Regions from separate parts of the Anas platyrhynchos genome. Here region 2 is linked to region 1. The links are chromatin contacts, called in public Hi-C maps. All regions are on one chromosome and are shown on one strand. The core of a region is the stretch at or near the end of the contact, and the rest is flanking DNA. Distances in the headings are between cores, read along the strand shown.

Region 1 (6,361 bases), core at 2,645-5,144:
ATTAAAGTCTGATGGTTAAATTCCACATTAAAATAAATAAACACATTAGAATCTTTTAGAACTAAATCACAGCACTGTTACAGTAAGCCCTGAAAGGACAATCCAAAAATTACTCATTTAGCAATATTTTAGAAATTATTTTAGGTGCCTGCCTTTAATATCCTTTGACATGTACTTCTTAAGTGATTTATCCATGCATTTATAGATGTCTTTTTTTTTTTTTGCTTGGAATACAGCAGAAGTAGGTCTTTGATATTTAGATCCGCATAATTGTTCTTGGAATTTTTCTCTGGATGAAGCTTTTGGCACTGACAATGCTTTATGTGAAACAACCCTGTATCTGGATCTCATTCATCACAGATCTTGAAAAGAAATGTCTTGGCTTTCAGATAGGGACATGGAACTCTTCAAATGACGAATTTAAACTATAAATGTGTATGTACATTTGAATATACATTCCTTAAACATGCAGAGCTTATGTAAGGCTCAGATCTGTATACATTCCATTATTCTTAAGTGCAAATTTTAATGCGTTATAGGCAATTGAAAATGCACCTTTATATTACGCTGCATATGAATAGGGCAACGTTTGCCAAATAAATATATTTCCTCGAATTCTGTTCTGGTTAGACATCATGAATAGAAACCGGAGATACTGCTGTATATTCAGGTTGTTGTCAGCTTGCCTCTGCTGCTTCTCCTTGCAGTGTTTTGCACTGGGGCATTCAGCAGCTGACCTGTAGGGAGCATTGAGCAGACCCAGTCTGGAGCTGGGATCCTGGTGTTTGGGGTAAGGGTTGTGCAAGTGTAAAGCGCACAGACAGCCCCTGTGCCTGCTCACAAACTACCACAGTGCACGGGGGGAAAAAAAAAAAAAGCTGGTGTGTGTGTTGCAGAAGGGAGGGGTGGAGCAAAGTGAGAAATAAGTTTTCTCTGTCTGTGATCTCGATGCCTCCAGTTCGGGAAAGGTGTTTACGAGCTGAGATTTGTCCCACTGCTCTCCACGTAACTGCTTCTAGTGTGTAAAATTAAGCTCATACATCCATCACTTCAGGTTCAGGGCTTATCAGTGTAATGGGAGGGTGGTTCTTGGAGCCAACGCTTGCTTTAGATGGGCCACTGGAATGATAAATTGGAGCATTTGGTTGCATTAAAGCAACTTAGTTTCTGTTAGTAAAGCCTAGCAGTTCTGACGTGGAGCCTGTAGATTAACGCACGCCTTTGTCTCAGGTCTGACCTAAGGAACTAGCATTTAGGGACAAGAAATGAATTAAGTCTCGTCTCTGTACTGACTAAAAGCCTGGCTGCTGCCTAGCATACCATTCGTGGAGCCAGCAGTGGTCATGTCTTTGCTTGAGACCATCGTAAATTGCATTTATTAATGGCAGATTATGTAAATTTCAGCCAAGTCTTTATCAGCACTTAGGCCAGACACCAGATAAACAGTTGGCCTCAATTCTGGCCTCTAATAAAATTGTACATGAAACTTGAACCCAGTTTTGCTCTTTCAACACGTGCTTAAAAAACGAGCTGGCTCCTCGGCAGTGTAAGCTGGCAAAGCCTCCTGCAGCCAAAGCAGCTCTGCTGCTACGGATCAGAGCAGGATCCAGCCCTCTGCTCCTGGTGGGAGCACTCTGGCTCCTGCCCTGGCCCCGCTGGGCTTGCAGGGAGCGAAGGAGCACTGCCCAAATCCTCCCCTGTGCATGGGGCCGCCACGGAGCCAGAAGAGCTCCGCATTGCTGTTTTACATCTCCACAGCTTGGCTGTGCCTCATGTTGTACCCTTGAGGGCAGCTTCCCTTCGCATCTGTCCTGTGATTTCCCTCCATGCTGCCGGTTGCATGGAGACAAACCTCCTGCTGCCCCTCGATGGGGTGGCCGAGCCCCCGGGGACGGTGCTGTGGGCAGCGCGTGGCGTGACCACTGCGTGGGTGCCACGGCAGCACGGGCAGCGTTCCGCACTGCAGCCTTTATGCAGTTCTCCTAATTTTTTTTTCGAGGCTTTGAAATACTTTTTGACATCTGCTCTTCATTACACAACAATATAGCTGTCTTTTTAGGAAAAGAGACATTTTTCATTATCCATTTCAAAGTTAACAAACGCATTTTAAAATGCCCACAGTAACTGCAAGGGATTTGCTTTCAGGTGATTTGGTCGTGCAGTCAAGTCCAACTACAACATTGTTTTCTGTTCCATGTCTGCATTTTACCTTGGTCGCAACTAAAACCAGGTTTTTATCAGAGTTCCTGGGTTTGTTTTTTATTAAAGAAATACTTTGACTTAGCCTGGGTGGACGACATGAAACTCTGGCAGGAAATCTGAACTTTGCAGTACTGCGTGTACCGAGTTCATCAGCACAAGCGTTTTGTTTGTTCTTTATGTGGACAGCATGGATGTGTTGGGGATTTTTCCTTTCCAATTAAAGACATCATATGCTTTTTCTGTTCTTATTTTTTCCACTTGGGTGTAAAAAAAATAAAATGGTCTAAGCTTTGAGGGTTTTTTAACGGAAGTAATGTGTCAAAAATTTAAAGCAGAGGTACCTAGCACCAAGAAGCTGACCTCTCTTTGCCCTTTTGTGCCACAGCGCTGTAGGAGCACTTCTCTCTCTGAAATGCTGGAGCTGGATGTAGGGCTTGGGCTGCTTTCCAGCAGGAAGGATGCTGTGAAGGAGAGGCGAAGGGTATGGTGTCTGCGGTGGTGTAAGGGTGCAAAAATACCTGAACTCACACCTTGAGGGAAAAATACCTTGCCTCACATCGGTTGGGTTGGGGCTGGGGGGGGGGGGGGCTGCTTGTGGGTAAAGGAGAGGCTGTGGGAGCTGGGCAGGCCCCGCTTCTGCACGACAAGGCTGGGGCTTCTGTTGGTGCCCTTGCTTGTTCTAGGAAAATCAATAAGCTTTATATACTAAAAGAAGGGGAAAGATTTTCTACAGAAAATACTGAGTGTTTTGTTTGTTTCCTGAGATTTACAATTCTTTCTTCATTTTCAATTTTTTCTATGTAGGGGAGTTGTTTTTTTTTTCTCTGGGAGATGTGAACTTTTAAAGTATGAATTTCCCTTTTAGCAATGTTAAATGCTTATTTAAACAAAAAGAAAAAAAGGCTAGGCTGTATTTATGGGCAGTAACATGGTGTCCAAAAGCACACATCCTCTTCTATCAGATAAGATAACCTGGAGCTGTGCCTGTGAATCAGCGTGTGTATGGCGGAGAAGTTAATAACAGACTTTTCTGTACCCCTGATAAGTGCTGCAAATGTGATCCTGGGGCTTCCAATGCCTATTGCCATCTTTTTGGAAGAGAAAAATAAATCAAAGGAACAAGAAAGATGACCCATGGTGTTTTTGCTCTCTATAAAATTATAGAGGGTACTTTGTAAGCAACAGACACCCTGTGTGCTGCAAAAATGTGAACAGCAATGTAAGTGTTTCTTGTATTTGCCCTAGACATCTTCATTTTCAGTCATATGGAGAGCCCGTGCCTCACTCTGCATTCTTGACCCGAGAGCAGAAATGGCACGTTCGCATCCGTGCTGTTTGCTCTGTCTCATTCTGGATATAACAGCGGGAAGCTGGGCTGAGGCTGCAGCCAGGGATGTGCTGTGGGCTGCTGCTGTTCTGTGAGACAGGGAAACGGCTGAGGTGAGTCCTGCAAACTGCTCTTAATTACACATACAGCAGCTCACTCATAGCTCGGTTACTGAACATGCCTAGAAAATTTAATTCCTCTTGTCTTTCCCGGTATACATGTCTGAAAAATAGAGGGAGCTGCTGTCCTCCCAGGGCAGAGGAGCTTTAGCTGTAAAGAATGTGGCTTCCTGCCCCCATCCCACGTACCCTGATAAGATGAGAGGCAGTGTGTCCCTGGCCTTTGCCCCCCTCGGGGCCGCAAGTCAGTGCTCTCAAAATATCCCGAGGTTATCTTCCAGGCAAGGGGCTTTGTGTTCTGCTTCTCAGAGCTGGGCTACTGCCGTTTGCTCACTCTGATCCCCTTCCTTAGAGTTTCGGTGTCGTGACCCTAATGTGTAGGACGGAGAAAATAAGAGAGCTTCACTCTAAATGCGACACAGCAGGGGGCAGCTGGCATTCAGCAGGACAGGGACCAGAGCAGCAAGGCTGCAAGGTAACTGGGTTTGACCTGTTCTTGATAGCAGAGAGAGATGACTTTTTGTCATATTTGCTTTGACTGCTGCAGACCCAGAAGAGAGCTGTAGCTATGAACTGGCTTGAGCCCGGCCAGCTGCAGCACACCGCAGCTCTCAGTGCTGAGGCACCTCCGTGCCCGGCCTGTGAGGGCACTGCGGGGAGCTCTGCTGCCTCGCTGGGTTGGCCAGACATCACTTCTGGTCCTTGGCCAAGAACAGTTCTAATGCAAGAAGACAGAGCTGTTCCTGAAATTGATGGGTTACCTGCAGAAAGCCCACCTTCGGGCTGTGCTTCTCCTTAGCTATTTTCCTCGTCCACGTGTAAAATGTTTTGATACAGTTTACTCCGAATGCGGGGCAGACGGTGGCATTGGGTTAGACCTAATCAAAAATCTTAAAAATGAAAGTTTTCATACTGCTGTGATGGACTCCAGAGTTATGTCTGCAGGCTGTAGTGTTGTATCTAGCTGCTTTTAAGGATTATAGTGCTTCGCCACGTTCAGGGGATGACAGTGTGTGTTTTATAATAGTTTACAGAAAGCCTTTAGATACGATCCTTTAGTGTTGCAATCCAAGGAAATAGTTCTACAGTCTGAGTTGTTAAGATTTTTATTAAGTAACTCATTCTCATGACGATGAGAACATACAATGCATTTGCTTGTTTTTCCAGGGTAAAAGCATAGTTTAATTTCTGGGGAAAATAATTATGTCAAACCTGCTGCTTGCGAGTCATGGAGGGGAGGGAGAAAGATTTGCCGCTGTCTAATTTAAGGGATGCCCTAATTGTCTCCAACATTTAAACAAGCTTCTTTTCATGCATCTATTGGGCCATTTTCAGTACTAAATGGCTCCATTAAATGGTTTTCCAGGTCTTATGCTGGCCAGACAGCTTTTAAAGTGGATGGGAGTTCAGCCTCTGTAAGAAATGGAGCATCAGTTCTTCTGCCAGGTGAAATATATCATTCAGCAAAAGCTAAACTCTTATTCGGAGAATCCAACAAGCTAATGTAAACAAGGATATAAAACTTCTCAAATCCCGCTGAGCTGTTTTTGCAGAAGTAATGCTTTTTGCAGCACCACAGCAAGTTCCATGGGAAAAGGAGCTGGGAAGCGCCTGCGCGCCGTGCCGCCGCCTCAGCCAGCCTCTGGGAGGGGAGGCGGAGGCAGAGCTGAGGCCGCCCAGCAGTGACAACCTGCAAATAAAGCGGAGAGGCAGAGAGGAGAAAGAAATCCCTGTGTTTTCAGAGAGGGAGAACAAGTTTGTACAGAGGCAAACCCAGCCTGTGTCTGTGACCCAAGCCTCTCCTGGTGGCGGTTACCAGAAGAGCGTGGGGCACTGGGGCTGATGCAGGTGCTGATCTGGGCTGTGCTCGGGGCCGTCGGGGCCAGGGGTCACCATGGGATGGTCGATGGTTGAGACCCTCGCATGGCAGGAGCTGGAGGGTCCCTGGATCCTGCCGTGTTTAAAGCCCGTCTCTAGATACTAGCAAGTTACCTCAGCAGGAACGCACTGCACGTGTGTGTTTACAAAACCACTTCACATAAAGAAAAATCCTCAAAAATGACCTTGAGAAGGAGTAGAATCATCAAGATTGTGACTTGCTTGGTTTATGAGCAGGTACAAATCTCCATCAGAAGAGAACCTCTCCAGTGGGTTAATTCTCACTACACTATCTTTGTGCATCCTTGAGTAAAGATTAAGGATTGCATGTAGATGCAATTATTTTTCTACAGAAAATCTCAGAATAATTTTGTTCTTCCAGCATTGAAAATAAATTGACAACTAAACGTTGACTTGGTGAGGAAAAGTGGGACAAACATTTGTTTTAATCCTGAAAAATATTTTTCTCATTTCTTTGAAAAACAAAGGCAGTAGATAAACACATCATTTTAAAGACTTTTTTTCGTCCTTAGCTTCTGCTTTTCAAAACAAACAAAAGCAAACAAAACAACCAAACAACACCCTGGGAACATCTTTCTGAAGATGTAAATGATCTTTGAAAGCGTTACTGCCAGTGGTTTCACAAAAAAAAAAAAAAAAAAAAAAAAAGATTTGATTAGAAGATGCTGAGCTCTGAGCTGTGACAGGGCTGCTGTCCTGCCACCAGCTGCGGATGGTGCGAGGGCTCTGGTTCCAGCCAGGACATGCAGATGTGGGATGGGGAGGGAATTCCAGCCTCTGTGTGTGGCTCCAGGAATGTAAATTGCTGGGAACT
Region 2 (6,361 bases), core at 1,177-3,676, 87 kb after region 1:
AGTGTAACTGCGTTATCTCATAAATACATTAGTCCTTGTGTATTGCCACCATCCTAGCTCAGAATACTGTTGTTCCAGGAGCAAAATTTGCCTTGTGTTAGTGCAATTGCAATGCAGGTGGGTCTTCATACGAGTGAAGAAATCTTTACAGCACTTTCATATTTTATATTCTTTAATGCTGAGAAACTAAAATACGTATATGCTGCAAGATGAAGGAATTAGTCCATATCCTGGAAGGCCAGAGGGTCACACTGCTGAAGTGGTTCTATTCTCAGCGATGAATTAGAGAGGTTTTCTAAACCTGTCTTGTTTGTTTTGGCTGGCTGTTTGCTGCCACCTTGCTGAGATTTTCTTTTGCTGCTTGAATCTGCTCCAGACTTCAGAACCTGGAAACTACCAGAGCTGATGACAAATACGCAGTGAGAGTTGCTGCAGTGCAAAGAAAATACAATTTAGCAATGCTGTTAAGAGGAACGAAATCTCTGTCATCATAGCCATAGCACGCTCAGTACCATGGGGCTGTGTTGCCATTCTCCCAGGAATGGAAACCAAGTTATCTGGTTTCATAACGTGCCTCTCCTTCTCTGCTAGAGCCAGTGCTACAGAGCAGGATTGTTCAGCAGTACTTCACATGGGACCGAAAGGGTAATGTTCAGGCTTTATCTATGCCCTATCTTAATCTAGTTAGAAGACCATATGCAGGCTCCTGCAGACCAGTTTTAGGGCTGCTCTGTGTGTGCAGCTGGTGAGACAGCTGTACCTGCATGCATAGGTGTGCGGGCTGAGCTAGAGTCTGAAATTTGAAGTTGGTGTTATTTTACATTTCTGTTCAATTACAGAATTACGGAGAGCATGCAGAATGAATGTGTAAATACAGCTAACACTGGTATATGGATTGTGTGTGCCTCTGTTGGGTGTCAAATGCCTCTAAAAGTGCAAAGTAACTTCCAGCTGTGTGCTGGGGAGCTGTGATCAGACTGGAAAATGCTGTTGTCTTGGTTCCCTCCTGGTTTCATATTCCTTGGTAGAAAGACTTTGTTTCTGACTGAAACTGCTGAGCAACTTTCAGCTACTTGTATATACATAACAAAACACAAACAAACAAACAAAACCCCTCTGTCTGACACTAAAATACTTCCTAATGTGTTCTCTGAGTTGGTCTGTCAAGAATGGGGCGTTTGGCTCTGCACCAGTGATGGCCACTGCCACCATCTACGTAACTGCAAATGGATTTATAAGCAGGAGTCTTTAACTGGCAAAATTACTCCTCAGATTTGCGTAGTGCCACAGGAGTGTGCACAGGAATGTTTAGACTTGCTAGCTCAGTGTAAAGACTTAAGATACAAAAAGATGGAAAATTTAATCATGTTCTTTGAAAGTGTAGTCTTGCAGAGATCCCCATAGGTTTGGCTGTTGGAGGTCCACTGTATCATAAGGTATCCCTGGGGACACAGGAAGCCTTTGATTTGGTAACTGAATTGAGCCCAAAGACTCAGAAAATCCTCAAAGTAATGCAAAGTAGCTCCTGGTTTGCAAAACCAACAACACATGGGGTTCTGCATTTCTAATTGCAGCTTGATAATGAGAGTGAATATGTAAACAGGCTTCACCTGGCTTCGCGTTTAGCTGTGACATTTCTCACAGCTCAGACTTGCCTGCATTTTTCTTCTGTAACTACCAGTCATGCAAACGGTTTAATTTGACAAATTTCTGCCTTTTGCAGCAAGTATTGTTCAGAACAAGGACACAGTGAAAATCCAGCATGTGACAAAGTTGCTCATCAAGCATTGTGCCACACATGCTTGCAAAGGAGACGAATTAAAACCATCTTGTACTCCAGCATAGGCATGTATGCCTTGGATGTCACCTACAAAATGAAGGGAGGCATGTCGGATCTTAAAATTTATTTCAGATAATCTGATATGGGAGGTGATTTGTAAAGATTTCATCCCCTGGAGTCATATAGCTGCCCAAAAATGCCACTGTTGCAAAGAGCACCTGAAGAGGAGTAAGGCAAATTTGGAGTGTGAAAGACAAATTAAGGCATTTATCTTCCTCAGACCCACGGAAATCACTGAAGAGGGAAAACAGAGCATTGTTGAAATTTTTAGTACGGGAAGGTAAATCAGCTGACAGGTATGCCCTGCTTTGTCACACGCTGTGAGCTGTTAGAGGAGTGGGTGATAGGGTGGGCTTGGTATTTTTTCTATTTCACTTTCAACCTGGAGGCGGCTAAATAGGAATGGTTTAAAATAGTACCGGAGTTGCCATGGATACTTGTCTAAATTGAAAATAGAGGTCTGGACCGAGCTTTCAGTCTGTCCGCCAAAGCAAAACTTGGACCTGAGTGATGAAACCTGAGTGGGTTTGAGGAGTCACGCCGAAGCTCGCGCTGCCGTGGTCGGTGATTCAGGCGCGCCGCAGAGGCAGAGGATGCGGGTGTGCTTGTCGTCACTGGGCGGCTCCAGCAGGGCTTCACGCGGGCCTGGAGACTCTGGGAAGGGAAAAAATCCTTCAAGCTTCATAAGTTTTCCTCTTTTATGTCCCAGGGGGTCCGTAAAGCTCAAAAAATGCCATGGAGTGCTGCTTTCCTGGGACTGAGCTTGATTTTTGTTTTGTAGATGTTACTGTGCAACAAAACAGGAGCAAATTTAAAGTATTTCAGCTGGATAAAAGCATTCTATTAAGGTAAATTCAGTTTATTTGTCCCAGGAATGTGTGGCAAATGTGTGTCTAATTATAGATAAGGCCGCTAAACCTTTCATCTTCTTTCAGTGAAAAAGAATCTGCAAATAAAGTGGAAACATGAAAACGTTTGGTGAGAGGAGATGAAGGTCTTTTCAAGGATTTGGCTATTGCAAATGAGTCCCACTTAAGGGAATTGGAAATGCTTCACCCTATCCTTCTGCTTTGTGGGTGGCATTGGATGTATCAGGACAATTTCAGTTGACACTGGGAATCTTTTTACTTTGAGATAAAAATCTGTGGTTTTTGCCTTTGGAGATTCCTGTTTTCATCTGTTCATTTTTACAGGGGAGGGCAAATCAGTACTGGTCCGACGAAGACGATGGAGATGGACAGAATACATCAGTTGAGCCTGGCCTGAAAAGTGCATACTTAGCATTGTGTCATGTTTCCTCTCCAATTTCTTGCTCAGTAGGTGGTAGAGAATTAGTGCTTAATTACTTGCAGGCTGCGGACAACAACCAACCCCCTTAAACTGTTTACATTTCTGGATAAGGCTGGAGCTGAATGTTCTTTGTGGTTTGGTCTTTCTCAAACTCTATGGAAGACTTTACAGTGCTTGTTTATCTTTTATACCATATATTGGGATTAATGTTTGCATCTAAAGAGTTTTTATTTATCTATCTATCTAAAAAAAAAACAAAAAACTCTCTTCCATGTCTATATCACACTGTGTATGATAAATCCAATTTATAGTGTTCAGCTTCCCAGCCTGTGAAGAAGCGGTGTGTGTTGTTTGTGAGGCTTGTGTAACTCTGGGAGATCATAACTGAGCCGAAAATCAGATCCAAGTCTTAAAGGTGGAGCTGGAGTTCTAGACTTGCTTGGATACAAGGAATTACATCTAGCAAACATCACTTGAATAAAACATTAATTTCCCATTAAACAACATTATGTTGCTGTGATAATTGTTCCTGTTTTGAGTGATCCTCATTTCCTGCATATCTCTGGTGACTCATCACAGCAGAGATCTTGTCCATTCTGCTTTGCAGATGCTCTCAAGCTGTCTATTTCTGATCTGACTCAGCTTCTTTATCATCAGCATCTTCTCTTGATGCTATTGTGCTGTGAAAATGTATGCCTTGCTGAGGACTTCATTCTCCCTTCAGTGTAAAAATGACTGGCAGCGCTAGCTACACTTTTAAATTTAAATCAAGTTTTAAGAAAGTTGTAGGTTAAAAATTCATATTTCATGTTGGTGTAAGTTAAAAATTCACAATTCATGTTTTCAGGTTGTCTCAGATCTTGAATCTGCAGCTCAGAAGCTCAGATTGCAAAACCGTAAACTCTTTGAGTCCTTATCTCCATCTGTAATAGGAACAAAACTTTCTTCCTTCCAGATTTTCTGTGAGCAGTTGGCCAGTGTAATAAATTCCCAGAGTGATCTGTGCATCCTATTTCAATTCAACTGTACTCTGAAGGGTTAAAAGTGATGGGAGTGGGTCTGTATGGAGCCTGCATGTGTCAGCTATTGCCTCTGTAACAAGGTCTGAGATTGTTACTGACATTTATAGGTAAATAGAAAGTTTTGAGAAAGCTGACTGGTGGGCAAAGCACTGAGGAACAAAACCACAGGATTCAGAGAGCTCCTTGTTGACTGCGTGGGTTTGAAGGTTGCACTTCCCAGGTGTGTTACGTGCCCTCATGCAGGATGCCCCAGTGTGGCTGCATCCAGAGCCCTCAGGGCAGAGGCAGGGCTGCAGACAGGTCTCACTGACGTGGGCATTGCTAACACAACGCTGGGTGTGCAGCACAACCTCTCTCTTTGCTACCTCAGTGATGCACTCCGAATCAGCACTCTGGTTGTACTCCTTGGAGTTACACTCCAAGATGACTCGCAGGGTATATATTTATGTGATACGCAATACAAGATCTTTGGTTTTAATTGATTTTCCTATTCCTTATGTTATTGGCAGTTATTTAAGCTTCTTAGATCATATTTGGGTAGTTTTCTTTCCATTCTGACAAAAGGTTCAAGTATTACAAGTTGCACACTGATAACAGGTTACTCTCAATGAACAATGATAGAGAGAGGAGTTTTGGTATAGTGCCATGCTTCATACATGGCTTTAGATATATCTGTCATTTGAGGTGGTTACCTCAGCTGTCAGTCTGGTAAAATTACGTAAAGTTTTTAAATTATCTCCTCTTTGTATGGCCAAAAAATGATTCAGCCTTATTGCTTATTGTATTACCTCAAGCTCATGGTATTTATTACACATCCAATCAAGAAATTAAGAGTCTGAGGTTTGTGAGATTTATTTAGTGGCATTTAAAAACTATGTTTGCTAGAAATTCAGTTCGACAAGATGAGAAATTTATTTCTGAATTGCCTTTTAATAGCAGATAAGCAGGTTTCTCTATCACTTTAAAACTTCAATTTGTCACTTTGTGTCTGTGTTTTTACAAATGTAATGAATATGTTATCTCTTGGATAGGTAGCTGTGGTAGTTTCACAGGTTTTAAGGAGTTTGATCTCGAATACCCTTGTTAAATAACAGAAGAGTAAGAAACTTTTACTGTATGTTTGATGCTTGGTGGAACTGGAATAGCTAGAAGGAACTGTTAGATGATTCCCAGCTGTATGAGTACCCATACATTATTTTTGTCATTGTTTTGGCCGTTTGCAGAAGCAGTCATGTAAGAAGATGCAAGAATATATTTATTTTTGAAGGAGTTACGTTATGATAACAGTTTTGAACTTGTTGAAAAAGAAACACACACAAAAAAAGTGGCCACAGAAAGCCTGCTGCACAGCACAGTGCAGTGCAAATCCACTCAGTCCCCTGTCATCACCAGTGAAATGTCACCGTGCCGTGATCAAAAAGAACACCTGAAGGTGTGTCGAGAGAAATATGTATGTAAATAGAGAGAAATATGTTATGTATACATAAGTATGTAAACATAATGCTGCTTCATTAAGCAAACCCCGTGATGTGAGAGCTTGGTGCCTGTGCCACATCTGTGCCCAGGTAGAGAAGGGCTTGCACGGGCTCAGCTCTGCGGACCTGGAGGGTGGGAAGCCCTCTGCCCAGGGCTGCTTCCAGGCTGAAGGAAGTTTGATACAAAATCCTCCCACTGGGAGGGGGTGAGAGGATGGCTCCTGGCATTGTAAAGCCTGATTTTGGGAGGGCCAAGGCAGACAGAGTTATTTCCTATGTGGTCAGGTATTTCCTGTGATTGAAGCAGGGTGAGCAATGTTGTGTGTCTGTGTGGAAAATGAACATAGCTTTAGTTAACTAATGAACTTACACGGTTCGTTGTGGAAACAGTTCATTTTTGCAGCTATGGAAACGGTTGATATTTGCAGCTGAAGTTTTCTGAAAGGACAGGAACTGAAATGAGCTGCACGGGGAAGAGCCGGTGTGTGGGTGCTCAGCACCTGGGCTCTCCCAGCAGCGGGTTGGTGCCAGCCACGTGCAGGGCGTGCTGCAGGGCTGGGAAGAGCGGCCTGCCCAGCTCAGATGAACCAGTTCAGGGCGAGCACCCCTTCCTTCAGGGCTCAGAAGGGGTCTCAAAGGAGGGAGAGGGGGGTATCTCAAAGCCTAGCAAATCTGTTTTTCCTCTCCCAGTCTCTGAACTGAAAAAACTTTGTGTGCATGAAGATGTGGATCTG

Evidence for each region. Hi-C and Micro-C count contacts between places; a contact is called where the count stands out from the background.
Region 2: a Hi-C map of skeletal muscle shows a contact between it and region 1, with 1.8 times the contacts expected there. The contact joins two enhancer-like sites. A contact is called at or near these places in 3 of 8 Hi-C or Micro-C datasets (liver, skeletal muscle and subcutaneous adipose tissue).

What each region holds. Positions count from the first base shown.
Region 1 is chr13:19,046,012-19,052,372 of IASCAAS_PekinDuck_T2T, forward strand. No RefSeq gene overlaps it. Among named protein-coding and RNA genes, the nearest start is that of FBLN2, 36 kb to the right of the region's middle. Within about 2 kb of position 3,895, at least 4 of the 8 cell types and tissues checked have an H3K27ac peak or open chromatin away from gene starts, as enhancers often do.
Region 2 is chr13:19,134,300-19,140,660 of IASCAAS_PekinDuck_T2T, forward strand. All of the region lies in intron 2 of FBLN2 (fibulin 2), which reads left to right. Among named protein-coding and RNA genes, the nearest start is that of FBLN2, 52 kb to the left of the region's middle. Within about 2 kb of position 2,427, at least 2 of the 8 cell types and tissues checked have an H3K27ac peak or open chromatin away from gene starts, as enhancers often do.